Regions from separate parts of the Arabidopsis thaliana genome. Here region 1 is linked to region 2. A link is a contact called in public targeted proximity ligation data. All regions are on one chromosome and are shown on one strand. The core of a region is the stretch at or near the end of the contact, and the rest is flanking DNA. Distances in the headings are between cores, read along the strand shown.

Evidence for each region.
Region 1: a contact with region 2 is called in a targeted proximity ligation map of seedling, with 4 times the contacts expected there. A contact is called at or near these places in 1 of 2 datasets of targeted methods (seedling) and 1 of 3 other capture datasets (seedling).

What each region holds. Positions count from the first base shown.
Region 1 is chr3:11,977,083-11,984,086 of TAIR10.1, reverse strand. AT3G30390 (Transmembrane amino acid transporter family protein) reads left to right here and starts at 4,441. Exons shown (of 6, transcript NM_113938.3): 1 at 4,441-4,729; 2 at 5,245-5,683; 3 at 5,767-5,919; 4 at 5,997-6,200; 5 at 6,292-6,757; 6 at 6,840-7,004. The coding sequence starts at 5,260. The coding sequence ends at 6,975. It also overlaps AT3G00610.
Region 2 is chr3:11,298,357-11,305,734 of TAIR10.1, reverse strand. EXO70E1 (exocyst subunit exo70 family protein E1) reads left to right here and starts at 6,040. Exons shown (of 1, transcript NM_113866.3): 1 at 6,040-7,378. The coding sequence starts at 6,420. AT3G29410 (Terpenoid cyclases/Protein prenyltransferases superfamily protein) reads left to right here and starts at 537. Exons shown (of 7, transcript NM_113867.5): 1 at 537-932; 2 at 1,018-1,291; 3 at 1,381-1,756; 4 at 1,831-2,052; 5 at 2,321-2,459; 6 at 2,539-2,787; 7 at 2,868-3,304. The coding sequence starts at 675. The coding sequence ends at 3,161.

The DNA of each region.
Region 1 (7,004 bases), core at 3,192-5,691, 680 kb before region 2:
TTCAAAGTTTCTCTAGGCTAATATGAGGTTCACAAGAGCAAATTGATAAATTTAGAATATCAAGTATAGTTTTGCTGTCCAAGCATCTGTGGTCCAGTGGTAGGAGAAGATTTGGGGAAGGGTGAAACTTTCAGACCTGGGTTCGATGCTCCTGGAAACAAAAATCACATTTGTTTGGGAAGTCTGTCAGTTGGGCTTTGGCCCAATTGATTTACCTGGTAGTCAGAAATGCAGGCGGCCTGACTACCCCCTGGCATTAGTCGGAAAGCATCCAAACTCGGGACAGACAGTGTGGTGGTCCTTCGGGAAAAAGTCCACTCTGAAGTACTTCGGTGCGTTTCTACCGGGGTTGACCGGATTAGCCGATAGGGTTTATCAAAAAAAAAAAAAAAAAAAAAAAAAGTATAGTTTTGCTATAAGATTTATGTTAAAGATACAACTATCATGACTAGAAAAAATTTAAGAGCTGTTCGGGTATTTTAAGACTTTAGGTATGGGTCTGGTTGGGATCGAGTTTTTTGGGTTCGGATTCGGGTTTACCCGGAGTATCCAAAACTCAAAATTTTGTATCAAAATATATTCAAATTACTTGAAAATACACAACTTCTAAAAGAATTTGAGTATTTTTTATCCGAATCAATCAAAAATAATTAAATTACCCAAAAATATACAAAATAGGTTAAAATCCAAAAACATTTAGGCAATTAAGTTGTTGTAAATATGATTGTTACTATTAAATTATTTCTATGTATATATATTTTAGATATGTTCGGGTACTTGATCAGGTTCAAGTTCAATCAGATTTGGGTTCGGGTTTTTGGGTTTTAAAGTTTAGGATTCGTTCGGATATTTTAAAATTTTGGGTTCGGGTTCGGATCGGGCTTTTCGGGTCGGGTTCAGTTCAGTTCTTTGGATTCGGGTATTTTGCCCAGGCCTAGTGTTTATTATTGAAATAACCAAAAAATCAGGACTTGATTGATTCTCCTCCTACCAACCGTAAACGCTGCATAAATGACTGCTTAAGAGCATGTTATGCTCGTTATAAGAGAATGGGTGAAGGTCGATCCGTTGGTTTGGAATTTAGAATCTGAAACTATGGAGGAAAATCGATTAGTTTGCCTGCGAGATTCAATGATGTACAAAGAGTTTGCAAGTAAAGTTAAAGAGAAGCTTGGAGTACGAGCCGAAGACGTTGTTTTAGAGATGTCCAATAAAAATCCCTCATAGATGGATCCAATCTACTATTTGTGAAGATCACAAGTCGTGTTTGGCAGAAAAATCCCTCATAAATATATTTTAAATTGTATTTATTTTATGTATTACATATATATTTGATGGGAAAATGTTAAATTGCGTTTTTGGCGAAAAAATATTGAATATCATTTTTGGCGGGAAAATGTTAAATTGCATTTTTGACCGGAAAATGTGAAATCCTTTTTGGCGAGAAAATGTTGAATGTCGTTTTTGGCGGAAAAATGTGAAATCATTTGTTGACGGAAAATTTTGAATCGCGTTATTTGACGGGAAGATGTTAAATTGCGTTTTGGCGGGAAAATGTTGAATGTCGTTTTTGGCGGGAAAATGTTGAATTGCGTTTTGGCGGAAAAATGTTGATTGTCGTTTTTGGCGGAAAATGTTGAATGTCTTTTTTGGCGGGAAAATGTTGAATGTCTTTTTTGCGGTAAACTGTTAAATCGCGGTTTTGGCGAAAAAATGTGAATTTGTTTTTTACGAGAAATGTTGATTCACTTGAAAAAGGACTTAATAAAACCCATGGGTACCCATAACCCAATGAGATAAACCCATATGAGTTTTATTTATTTGGACACCCAGCCCATTTTAAACATGTATTTTTTTTTCAGAAAAAGTAGATCTATGGGCTTAAAATTTTATATGGGTTTTGGGTACCCAGTGGATTTTAACCCATCATTAACATCTCTAATCACGACGTATAAATTTTCATCGAAGAGGTGAACTTCTGCGTCAATGTGATTAAGAAAATAACAGCACGTGAGATTCAACCGCAGAGGAGAGAGAAGCATTGGTTGCACTTTGTTTCAACAAACAATGTTACTATGTTAGAGTCTCTTTTGAGGATAACACAAAACTGAATGACATGATTTTGCATTTGATGAGGAACTTGCGATAGACGCAACAATCCCAAAACAAGTAATCAATATAGAAAAAGAAACAATCAGAGTGTGCTATGTTCCATGGCATAACTATTCAACAAAAAGAACCTATGATTCGCCTTACTTGAATTGCCTATAAATCAGGTGATAAAAGAAAAGGTTTGCTTGAGAAGACTGCTTCAAAAGCTAAAGACGAAGATGGCGATGAACATGATTTTCAAATTATTTCAATTTTAAAACCAGAAATCCCATATAGAGTTAAGTGTAGTGATGCGTCATGGTTTTTACTTCAAAAATTTTACCTAAAAACCACACCTTAACTGCAAGTGCACAGTAATCAGTAATAGTATTTTAGGATTGATCCCACATAGAGTGTAGCTACAGAGTATTGAATTCAGAGAAGAAGATCTATCTAACACAAAACTAAACTTGGAGGTTTTGGTTTTGTGTTTCCTATAACTAATGCAATGAAAGAAAATGAAAACTATGAATGAAACCAAAGTAAAGGTATGAAAGCAGAATGGATATCAGTTGTAAAGTATGAGACTAAGGCGTTGGGTGTTTTAGGGTTTCTCCGGGTATCATGGTTCTCGACTAACTAAGGTTTAGATCTATTTAAGTTTCTATATTTTCGTTCTAGTTCATAACTACGAAAGGCAAATAAACAAATTAGCCTAGGATATAGGTCTCACCGACAAATCTCCCTATAATCTGTTACTCAACTTTCGTAGGCAACAATGCATAGTTCAGTGCATTAAAATTGGATTTGCTAGGTACTCTATGACCGCTCAACAGATTGGATCTTGCTTTTGGCGGAATTTTAAATGATAAAAAGTTATCTTTTCACTTTTACAATTGGGGAAGATGTTGTTTAATACGCAAACTTTTAAAAGGTGGTCATTTAATACGTTAACTTCAAATATGCCCATTTAATACATGTAAAAATTGTTGACCGGCCATTTAATACATGTAAAAATTGTTGACCGGCCATTTAATACATATAAAAATCATTGACCAGACCAAAATCTACACGACGTTATCTAACATTAACAAATTCTGATAACAGTCGTTAACTAATCTCCGTTAGTACCCAATACTGACGTCGTTTTACCATAATCGAAACGGGAAAAACGTCATTTAATACACTAACTTTTAAAACATGGCAGTTTTATACACTAACTTCACATGTGACAATTTTATACATGAACTAAATGTTGACAAGCCGTTTAAGACATGAGAATGTGTTGACCATGCCAAAAAGATATACCACTATCTAAGCCTAAACATTAAGATTTGGGTCAGATTCGGTTTGGATTTATTCTAATTCAGTTAATTCAGATAGGAGAGTTTATTATATGTTAGGATTTTATAACTATTCACTTCAGATAGATGTTAGATTCATATCAGTTTTGGATCCAAATCTAACACCTATCAAAACTGAATAGTTATAAAATCCAAATGGATAATACACTCTCCTACATGAATTATCTGAATCCGATTAAATCCGAACAAAATCCAAACCGAAATCTGAATATCTAGGCCTAGACAGTGATATGTCTTTTTAGTCTGGTCACATATTCTTATATTTAAAATGGCTGATCAACGTTTAGTTCATGTATAAAATGATCACATGTGAATTTGATGTATAAAATATCTACAATTTAAAAGTTGAACAATCAAACGACATTTTTTCCCATTTCGATTGTGGTGAAACAACATTGTATTGAAAACTAACAAAAACTAGTTAACGGTTGTTATCATGTCTGTTAACACCAAATAACATCGTATAAATTTTAACTTGGTCAACGATTTTTACGTAATATAAATGAGTGGTCAATGAATTATACTTATATTAAATTACAATATACGAAATTCACGTACTAAATAACCAGTTTTTATAAGTTCGCGTATCAAACTATATTTTTTCCTTTTACAATTTACGTTTTTTAAGAAACCAGAATTAGAAAACTGTTAATCATGCAACATAAGTAAATTTACCAATACTACATAACATACAAAATAAAATAAAATATCATATGTTTAGTTAAACCAATTACATAATGTTTTTACCTTTATATATAGTATCTTTTTGAGACCATAATTCTCTTCTATTTTATAAACTTTCAAGCATATTATATACAATTCAGAAAATCCTAAACACTGCGTCGATTTTCTCCAAAATCCAATCAGCACCACCTAAGATCAAATAAATAGTCAACATAATACAGTAAATTTGACAATTTAATTTAATCTAATCTCATTTAATTCACCTTTCCTGGATACACACGTACCTCATTATCCAATAAACAAACAAAATCCATTTTTAAAAGATTATAGTGTCGTACACAATCACAATTTCCATCGTCAGCAAAACCAAAATCGTGAGGCCTATAATTTCCCTTCATCTCCAAAATCATTTCTCCTCAAATTTCTTCTTTAGAAGATTAAAAATCTTCTCTCTAATCTCTCCACTCTTTCATAAATATTTTCCTAATTCTTCTACCTTGGTGTCTGATTCTAGCACCAAACCATTTTCTCCTACCAAAATCTGGGTTTCGATCAATTTTAGGTCTTTTGATTCCTACTTGTCTAATCGTGTAAGTTCTGAATCAAAACAGTCAAATTTCATTTCTTCAATCAGAATCCATTTTCTGGGTCAAACCAATTTCGATCAAAATCAATTGGTTTTGAATCAATTTTAGATCTTTTGATTCCTACTTGTCTTAATCACTTGAATCCAAGTTTTGTCTCTTTTTAAGGTTGTAATAAAATTGGTTTTTGTAATAAAATCAATTGGGTTTGGATCAATTTTAGAGCTTTTTGATTCCTACTTGTGTATAATCTTGTAATTTTTGAATCAAAGTTCAAAGTCTTTTTTTCAAACAGTAAAATTTCGTTTTTTAATCAATTTCATCAGAATCCAATTTCTGGGTCAACTTTCGATCAAAATCAACTGGGCTTGAATCAATTTTAGGTTTTTCGATTCCTACTTGTCTAATCAGTTGAATCAAAGTTCGTCTCTTTTAAGGTTCGTTGCTTCAATAATACGTATAAAGATTTATTTTTGTACGATGTCTTATGTTATTTTTGTTCTCTAAATGAATTTTGACAGCTTGCAATTTCAAAGATGACAGTTGTTGGAGATGTTGCTCCAATTCCAAGGAGGAACAGTTCTACTTGCTCTAATGATATCGCTGCTCCGTTATTACCAGAGTGTCATGGAGATGAAGTTGCTCATGATGAATTCAATGGAGCTTCTTTTAGTGGCGCGGTTTTTAACCTCGCCACGACTATAATTGGTGCTGGTATCATGGCTTTGCCTGCTACAATGAAGATTCTTGGACTTGGACTTGGAATCACGATGATTGTTGTTATGGCTTTCTTGACTGATGCGTCGATTGAGTTCTTGCTTAGGTTTAGTAAAGCTGGGAAGAATCGATCTTACGGTGGTTTAATGGGTGGTTCTTTTGGTAATCCTGGAAGGATTTTGCTTCAAGTCGCGGTTTTAGTTAATAACATCGGTGTTTTGATTGTATACATGATCATTATAGGTATTGTTATGTTATCCTCGTCTTTCGAGTTTTTCGATATTATGTTGCCACTGTGTTGTTGAATCTTGTGTTTGTGTTTGAAGGTGATGTGTTGGCTGGAAAGACGGAAGATGGTATCCATCATTTCGGTGTTCTCGAAGGATGGTTTGGTCACCATTGGTGGAATGGAAGAGCTGCTATTCTTCTGATTACTACTCTTGGTGTGTTTGCTCCATTGGCTTGCTTCAAGCGAATCGGTTAGTGTCTGATTCGTTCCTTGTCGTAGATATTTCTATGTTTGGTACTGAATATATGATTATGCTGTTCTTTGCAGATTCTTTGAAATTTACATCGGCCTTATCCGTGGCTCTGGCGGTTGTGTTTCTCATTATTACTGCGGGAATTTCAATTATGAAGTTGATCAGTGGCGGTGTGGCGATGCCAAGATTGTTACCAGATGTTACTGACTTAACATCTTTCTGGAATCTCTTCACAGTCGTACCTGTTCTTGTCACAGCATTCATTTGCCATTACAATGGTATGTATGTGCTTAGTTCTTAATTTGGAAGCATAGCTTTAAAAAATGGAAAATAATCTCATGGTTCTTGGTTTTGTTTGACTTGTTGCAGTTCACAGTATACAGAACGAGCTCGAAGACCCCTCTCAGATAAGACCTGTTGTTCGATCAGCACTTATGCTCTGCTCATCTGTTTACATAATGACAAGTATTTTCGGGTTCCTCTTGTTTGGTGATGATACTCTTGATGATGTCCTTGCAAACTTTGACACTGATCTTGGAATCCCTTTTGGTTCTATCCTTAATGATGCGGTTCGAGTTAGCTACGCGCTTCATTTGATGCTCGTGTTCCCGATTGTTTTCTACCCTCTTCGGATTAACATTGACGGGCTCTTGTTCCCTTCCGCTCGATCATTATCTACCTCAAATGTGAGGTTCGGTTGCCTCACTGCCGGTCTCATCTCTGTAATCTTCTTGGGTGCAAACTTCATCCCAAGCATTTGGGATGCTTTCCAATTCACTGGAGCAACCGCCGCTGTTTGTCTCGGCTTCATCTTCCCAGCTTCTATCATACTAAAGTAAGTAGATTGTTTATATAAACCTCCACACAATCCTTGGCAGATTTGGTAAATTTATTTCGATTTTTGTATGTTCTCGCAGGGATCGTCATGACAAAGCAACAAACAGGGACACAACCTTAGCTATTTTCATGATTGTTCTTGCGGTATTGTCCAATGCAATCGCCATTTACAGCGATGCTTATGCGCTATTCAAGAAGAACGCTCCTCGTGAGTAAATCCCGGTATGAGAAAATGTGCAGTTTGG
Region 2 (7,378 bases), core at 4,791-7,290:
ATTTTATATACAATCAAATAAATTAAATATAAGAACAAATAAAAGTGAAAGAAAATTTATATGTTTATATTTAATGTAGATAGGGAGATTTTAAGAAATTAGGAATTAATTGAATGTAGTTCAATAAAGATAAGATTTGTTAATATAAAAGTGATATAAATTTAAACAATTATCTTTTTAGATAGATTTTGTAGCGACTATATATGTAATAGAGGAAATAGTTAAGTCAAATATTTAATGCAAACTAACGAATTATAAGTTCTTAGAAATAAAATATTTGGTTAAGATAAAATTTGTAAGGCTTGTATGTTATTTAGTAAATAGTATAGTGATTTTTGGCCAAAAAGCCTACAAAATATATATATATATATATATATATATATAAATAATTAAAAAAATCGAATTATTCAACACTAATAAGTGCCATAACAATAAGTGTCCTTTCTAATAAAAATAAATAACAATAATTGTCGTCACCAGCTATCAAAAATAATAATAATAATAATAATAATTGTCGTCACCAAAGTAGTCAAGAAGTTACAGTTTCTCCACCATATCCATGATCTATTTAAAACAGAGTAGGATGGGGCAGTGAAGTAACACATACATCCTAAGACAAGGGCCAAGTAAAGACTTTGATCTCGTGTCTCTCTTGTAACGAGAGTGTCTGAAAAATGGAAGCATCAAAATGTTTTGGTCCAAGAACTCTCCCTATCATTCACAACGTCCCTCTCTGTCTGAAGACCAACTTCTCTCTCTTTCCTTGCCGTTTGCTTCAAAGCCAATCTCTTTCCTCCAAGAAATCCACAAAACACTACTTGTTCCGTGTTAAGGCTGAGACTAGTGGCGATCTTGAGAGTACTCGTCCATTGACGTACTTTTCTCCATCTTATTGGGGAGATCACTTCCTCTCTGTTTCCATCGATGACTCCGTAAGTACACACCTGGTCCGATGTGTTTTAGTGGATATGTCTTGTTAGAGTACATGATTTGTTTTTTTGAATTGCATATTTGTAGGAATTTGAGGCACTTGAGAAAGAAATTGAAACGGTGTTCAAGCCTAAAGTGAGAGACATGCTCATGTCTCCTCACAGCAGCGACAAGGAGAGGATTCGTCTCATCCATTTGCTTATCAGCCTCGGTATCGCTTATTACTATGAGAATGAAATCGAGGAGATTTTACACAAGGCTTACGGGAAGTTGGCCTGCTTAATTTCGGACGAGGATGATTTGGAAACAATAGCAATCATGTTTGAGGTTTTCAGACTATATGGACACAAGATGCCTTGCGGTATATTGACAATTATTTAAACCAGTTAATTAGATCAGTTTTTTTGTTTCACAAATATATATAACAAAGCATATAATGGTTTGGGGTAGATGTGTTCGAGAGATTCAAAAGCGAAGATGGGAAGTTTAAGGAAAGTTTAGTTGGGGATGTTAGAGGGCTGCTACAGCTGTACGAAGCCGCGCATCTAGGAGCACCATCTGAAGATATAATGGATGAAGCCTTAAGTTTTGCGCGGTATCACTTGGAACCGTTGGCAGGCACCGAAACAAGCTCTAATCTTTTTAAGCATGTAGAAAACGTTTTGTATAGAGCTCGATATCATAGCATAGAGATACTAGTAGCACGACAGTACATCTCTTTCTATGATCAAGAAGAAGACCAAGATGAGACGCTCCTTAGGTTTTCAAAGCTCAATTTCAATTTTTGCCAGATGCATTACGTCAAAGAGCTCAAAATTGTCACTAGGTAAGTATATTGTATATATATAACATCTTTCGTCGTCAATATTCTTTTTTATGTAACCTAATTTATGGTTCTAGATGGTGGAAGGAGCTAGGTATCGCATCTAAGCTACCGTACTCCATAAGGGAGCGAAATGTGGAGACTTATCTTGGGGGCTTGGGAGTGCTTTTCGAGCCGCGATATTCACTTGCAAGAATTTTCTTAGCTAAACTAACACTGATCATGACTGTTGTGGATGATACATGTGATGCATATGCCACTCTTCCTGAAGTTCAGAGTCTTCATGATGCTTTTCATAGGTATGTATGTAGAGGTCTTATATACAACCATTCTGCATACATGCAGGGTCGACCCTAAAAATTGTTGGGCCAAAGCTTTAAAGAAAAAAATCATGTTGTTTTTTAAGCTTAAGAAAATTTGGACTAAATTGGCTAATGAATTTTAGAAAAAAAAAAAAAAAAAACTTAGGGCCACAAAAATTGTTTCACTAGCCTCCTACATGCCAAGATCTCATGCATTTATGATGTTATCATATATCAATGTATTTAACCAGAAACAAATGTCCAGATGGGATCTGCGTGCCATGGAAGAACTACCGAGGTATATGAGAATCATCTACCAAAGTGTGTTCGAGACTGTGGAAGATATTGATCGAGAAATGATAGCTCGAGGAAAACATGGTCGGTTGCAACTAACCATAGATGAGGTAAGTTGATCGAACTCAAGTAGTAGCAAGAGTAGAAACCAATTAAAAGTCAATTAACAAAGGACAACGATCCTTGCAGATCAAGAGTCTGATGATATGGTATCTTGGGATAGCAAAATGGGCACGCTCAGATCAAGTGCCAAGCTTTGAGGATTACATGGAGATTGGGACACCCTCGTCTGCATTGGATGACTTTGCATCCTACGGCTTTATAGCAATGGACGATTGTGATCAGAAGCAATTGAAGGAATGGTTTTACTCCAAACCTAAAATCTTTCATGCCTTGAATGCTCTGTTTCGTATCAGAAATGACATTGTCACGTTCGAGGTACGTACACAAGTTTTAATTATTATCTTCTTTCCTAGGTACTATTGGAAGATCTCTAATGTAAGTAATACAATAAACAGCAAGAGATGAGCAGAGGAGAGGTGGCAAATGGTGTCAACTGTTACATGAAGCAACATGGTGTCACCAAAGAAGCAGCGGTTGAAGAACTGAGGAAGATGGAAAGAGAGAGTTATAAGATAATGATTGAGGAGTTCATGACGTCCAAAGCTATGCCACGACAGATTCTGGTGCGACCCGTCAACATTGCGCGTGTAATGGATTTGTTTTACAAAGAAGCCGATGGATTTGGGCATCCTGATCAAAAGCTCTTACAACTTATTGCGTCTTTGTTCCTCCATCCAATACCTCTTTGAACATTTATAAAAAGTTATATAAGGAGTTTTTATATATGTATGTGACTTTGAATAAGTGTTTTGTATATGTTTACTTTGAATTTGAATTTTCTTTAATTTATTTTACCAAACCGTTATAACTTTTAATATATTTGATATTAATAGTTGCGTCTCAAAGGTAACTTCTCATAATTTAATGGAATACAATTCGATTTAATTGAAATTGAAAATCAATATAATGGAATACTTTTCGATTATATTAATTTACAATTCAATTATATACTCTTAAACATGAATACTTAGGGGGATGTATTGGACTAAACATTTTGTATGATTTAGTGGAATTTAGATTTGGAGGGATTTTAGTAGGCTTTAAGGTAATTCTAGATGATTTAATCCAAAATCCAAAATCTTTGGTTGTTGTAAGTATAGACTTTTATGTAACTACAAAAACAAAGCTCTAGTGATTTGGTGAGATTTATCATTAAACTTTGTCACATTGGTGTTGTGTGTGATTATTTTTCTCTCGTCACCTCCAAAAACTCAAGTCTCGTTCCAGCTTGATCACATGGTTGTCATTATCCCATGACATTAATCTCACATCAATCTCAAGATTCTCCGATACACAATTAAACAACTCTTGAATATTGAGATAAATTATTAGTTCTTTTGTCAAGACTAGTAAAAAGTTTTTGATCAAAGTTTTTGCTTATCACACGAGTACTAACTATTGTAGAAGTATGTAAAAAGCTTCATGCATTAGTGGGATGAAGCATTATGGATTATTGATTCAGAGCAGCACTTATTCTTGAATACAAGTTTGTATAGGTCACGTTGTGCTCTTAATTTCCATCTAATTCATGGCTGAAGCTTTATCTACTTGACCACTATATTGGTAAAATGAATTAAAGATATGTACCCCCATGACATCGTAGTCTCTGCGAAAATTTCACCATGGTTAATATATTCTTCGAAAAATGCCCTAGAGAATTTACAAACTATTGATTTTAGACACACAAAAAAAAGAGAGAACTAATTGTTGAAAACAAAGAAGTACGTAGTCAAAGCCATGGAGAGGAGGAGAAGAAGATACAGGTAGGCTTTTTGTTTAATGCAATTTTTAATATAAACATTATTTTAAAATTTATGTGAAAACTGAAAACTCTCAAATCCCACCTATTTTTTTTTTGGCCTCTATTTTCAACTACAAATGTATCTGAAGTCTCCTAAAATCCTCTTTTAAACCTCTTCTTAAAAAAAACTGGTAATTTTTGAATAACAGTGGATTTGATATGAGTTTTATGAATCACTGATTGAATAACAAGGGATTACAAATGATTTTGAATGATTTTACACAAATTTCATTTTCAATAACATAGGATTTTAAAAGGAATTTAGAAATCATTAGTTGAATAACATGTGATTTGTAGAAAAAACAAAAGTCTTGTAAAATTCCTATTCCAATACACCCCCTTAGTTTGGATGTGTTTAAAGTTCTTAACAGCATAAGATAGATACCTGGGTGACATTAGTTATGCCGTAGAGCAACAGTAAAGAAACAGAGAACCCCCCCAAAAAGGCTACACAACATCCCCAAATAGACCCTAGATAGGAAAAACAGAGTCATAAATTTTCTTTTTAGAATTGGTGTGTTCCACGTCATTATGAAAGGGGTATTGATCGGAAGTACAAAGAGGTCATAAAGTGTTCAGTTGTGTTCATTTGTTTTGTGCACTTTGTTTAGAAACCGAGTGTGTTTAGCAAAGTAATTATTTTTTTTAATATTTTTTTGACGGCATGTAATTAAATATTTAATAATTAATTGTTTGTGGATAATAAACAATAAACATAATACAGCGTCAATATTTCTTCAGTTGAGTCTTCTTCGTCTGTTATTGACAATTTGACATTGTGGTCTTATAGAGAGAAAAGAAACAACACAAAACAAAAATCATATCAAATCCAAAAACTAAAAAAAAAAAAAATCATTTTGAAGAGAGAAAGAGATATTTTCCGGGGAAGTCTGCATTTTTCAATCTTTAAAAGAATTTATTTTTCAATCCATACGTTTCTTCATCTTCTTCACCAATCTCACTCTGAAAAATATCCTCTTGAGTATTTCAATAATAATGCACGATTACATAATTCACCACTAATGTTGCATTACCACTCCCAAAGTCAAATCCTTTCTTTTTATTATTATATTTTAAATTCTTTTCTCGCATATTAAAATCATTTGAGACTATAGATATGGGAAAATTAACTAAACTGAATATACCAAATCAAAATCGAAGAAAAAAAAATTTAATCGAACCAAACAGAAAATTAAAAAATAATTGAATGAATACTAAACTCTAGAATCGAAAGAACCGAAATCGAATCGGTATCAAACCGCAATATTGCGGATAACAATAACTAACCAAAATACAATTATAAATCCAAATATTAGTTATTTTGTATAGACTAAATAATAAAAAAGAAAATATTTGAAAATATATAAAAATAGTTGAAATGCAAAAAACAAATCGAAAATTTATGAAAATACCCAAAATAATCGAAATATCCAAAAATTCAAAGCAAAATAACTGAAATATCTGAAAATCCAAAGCAAAATAATCGAAATATCCAAAAATTTAAAGCAAAATAACCGAATAGATGCTAAATTTTAGAACGAAAACCGAAATTTCAAAATATCAGAATTGATACATCCAAGACTATTAAACTGTCTCATTTTATTTTATCTAACTAATCTTGATAAAAAAAAACACCATTTGTGTTAATTTTTTTGTGCACATGTTTAGAATTCGAGTATGTTTAGCAAAGTAATTAAATTTTTAATAATCCAATACTTAAATAATCAACTGTTTTTGGATAATAAACAATACATATAATACAGCGTCAACAATTTTCTTCCGTTGAATCTTCTTCCTCTGTTCTTGTGGTCTTATAGAGAGAAACAAAACAAACAAAAATCAAACCAAATCCAAAAAAAATCATTTTGAAGAGAGAAAGAGAGATTTGCATTTTTCAATCTTTAAAGAAATTGATTCTTCAATCCATACGTTTCTTCTTCTTCACCAATCTCACTTTCAAAAAGATCTTCTTTTGCTAAGTTCTGAATCCAAAGTCTCAAACTTTCATGTAAAGTTGAAGTCTTTTGTGATTCTTTCTTCTGGGTTTTTGAATGGGTTCAAAGTTTTGAGAATTAGGGTTTAGAGATTTAAGTTTGTTTTGGGGTTTTAAGTTTTTGGATAAGCTTGTTTAGTGATTTGTGTGGAGATGGGAGAGTTTGAGGTAGATGGAGAAGAGAAACTGATTGTTGCTGCTAAGTATCTTGTTAAGGAACTTAGATCTGGTAAGAGTCTTACTAAAAATGCTAAGAATGTTTTAGGCAATCTCTTATTAGAGCTTTCTCGTGTGGTGATAGCTGAGGATACTCAGGATAGAGATGAGGAAGATGAAATAGGTGAGATTGAGGAAAGGCTTAATGTTGTTAGTGAGAAGATTATGACTAGAGAAGTCGATGAATCAATGATTTGGGATTTAGGTTCAGATGAAGGTAATCTGTATTTGGATGCTGTGAATGAGTTGAGAAGTTTGATTGATCGGTTAGACGGAAGTGAGGAGCTTTCTTTAAGAAAAGCTCATGATGTTCTTCAAATAGCTATGGCACGGCTTGAGGATGAGTTTAAGCATCTTCTTGTGGAGAATAGATTGCCTTTTGAGCTTGAACATTCGTCGTTTCGGTCTATTGAAGCGGATCATGGTGTGGAGGAAGAGTCCATGGCTTCTTTTGGTGCTGCTTCTACTGAGGATTTGATTCTTGGAAGTAATAATGATAGTAGGAGAAACTCAGGGGACGTTGTGGTTGATTTGGTGAATCCTGATGTTATATTAGATCTCAAGAACATTGCGAATACTATGATTGCTTCAGGGTATGACCGTGAGTGTATTCAGGTGTGTACAATGGTTAGAAAAGATGCTTTGGATGAGTTTTTGTATAACCATGAGGTTGAGAAGTTGAGTATTGAAGATGTTTTGAGGATGGATTGGGCGACGTTGAATACGAATATCAAGAAATGGGTTCGGGTTATGAGAGATATCGTCCAGGTATATCTCTTGAGTGAGAAGTCTCTGGATAATCAGATCTTTGGAGACTTGAATGAGATCGGTCTAACATGTTTCGTCGATACTGTGAAGGCTCCGATGATGCAGTTGCTTAATTTTGGTGAAGCTGT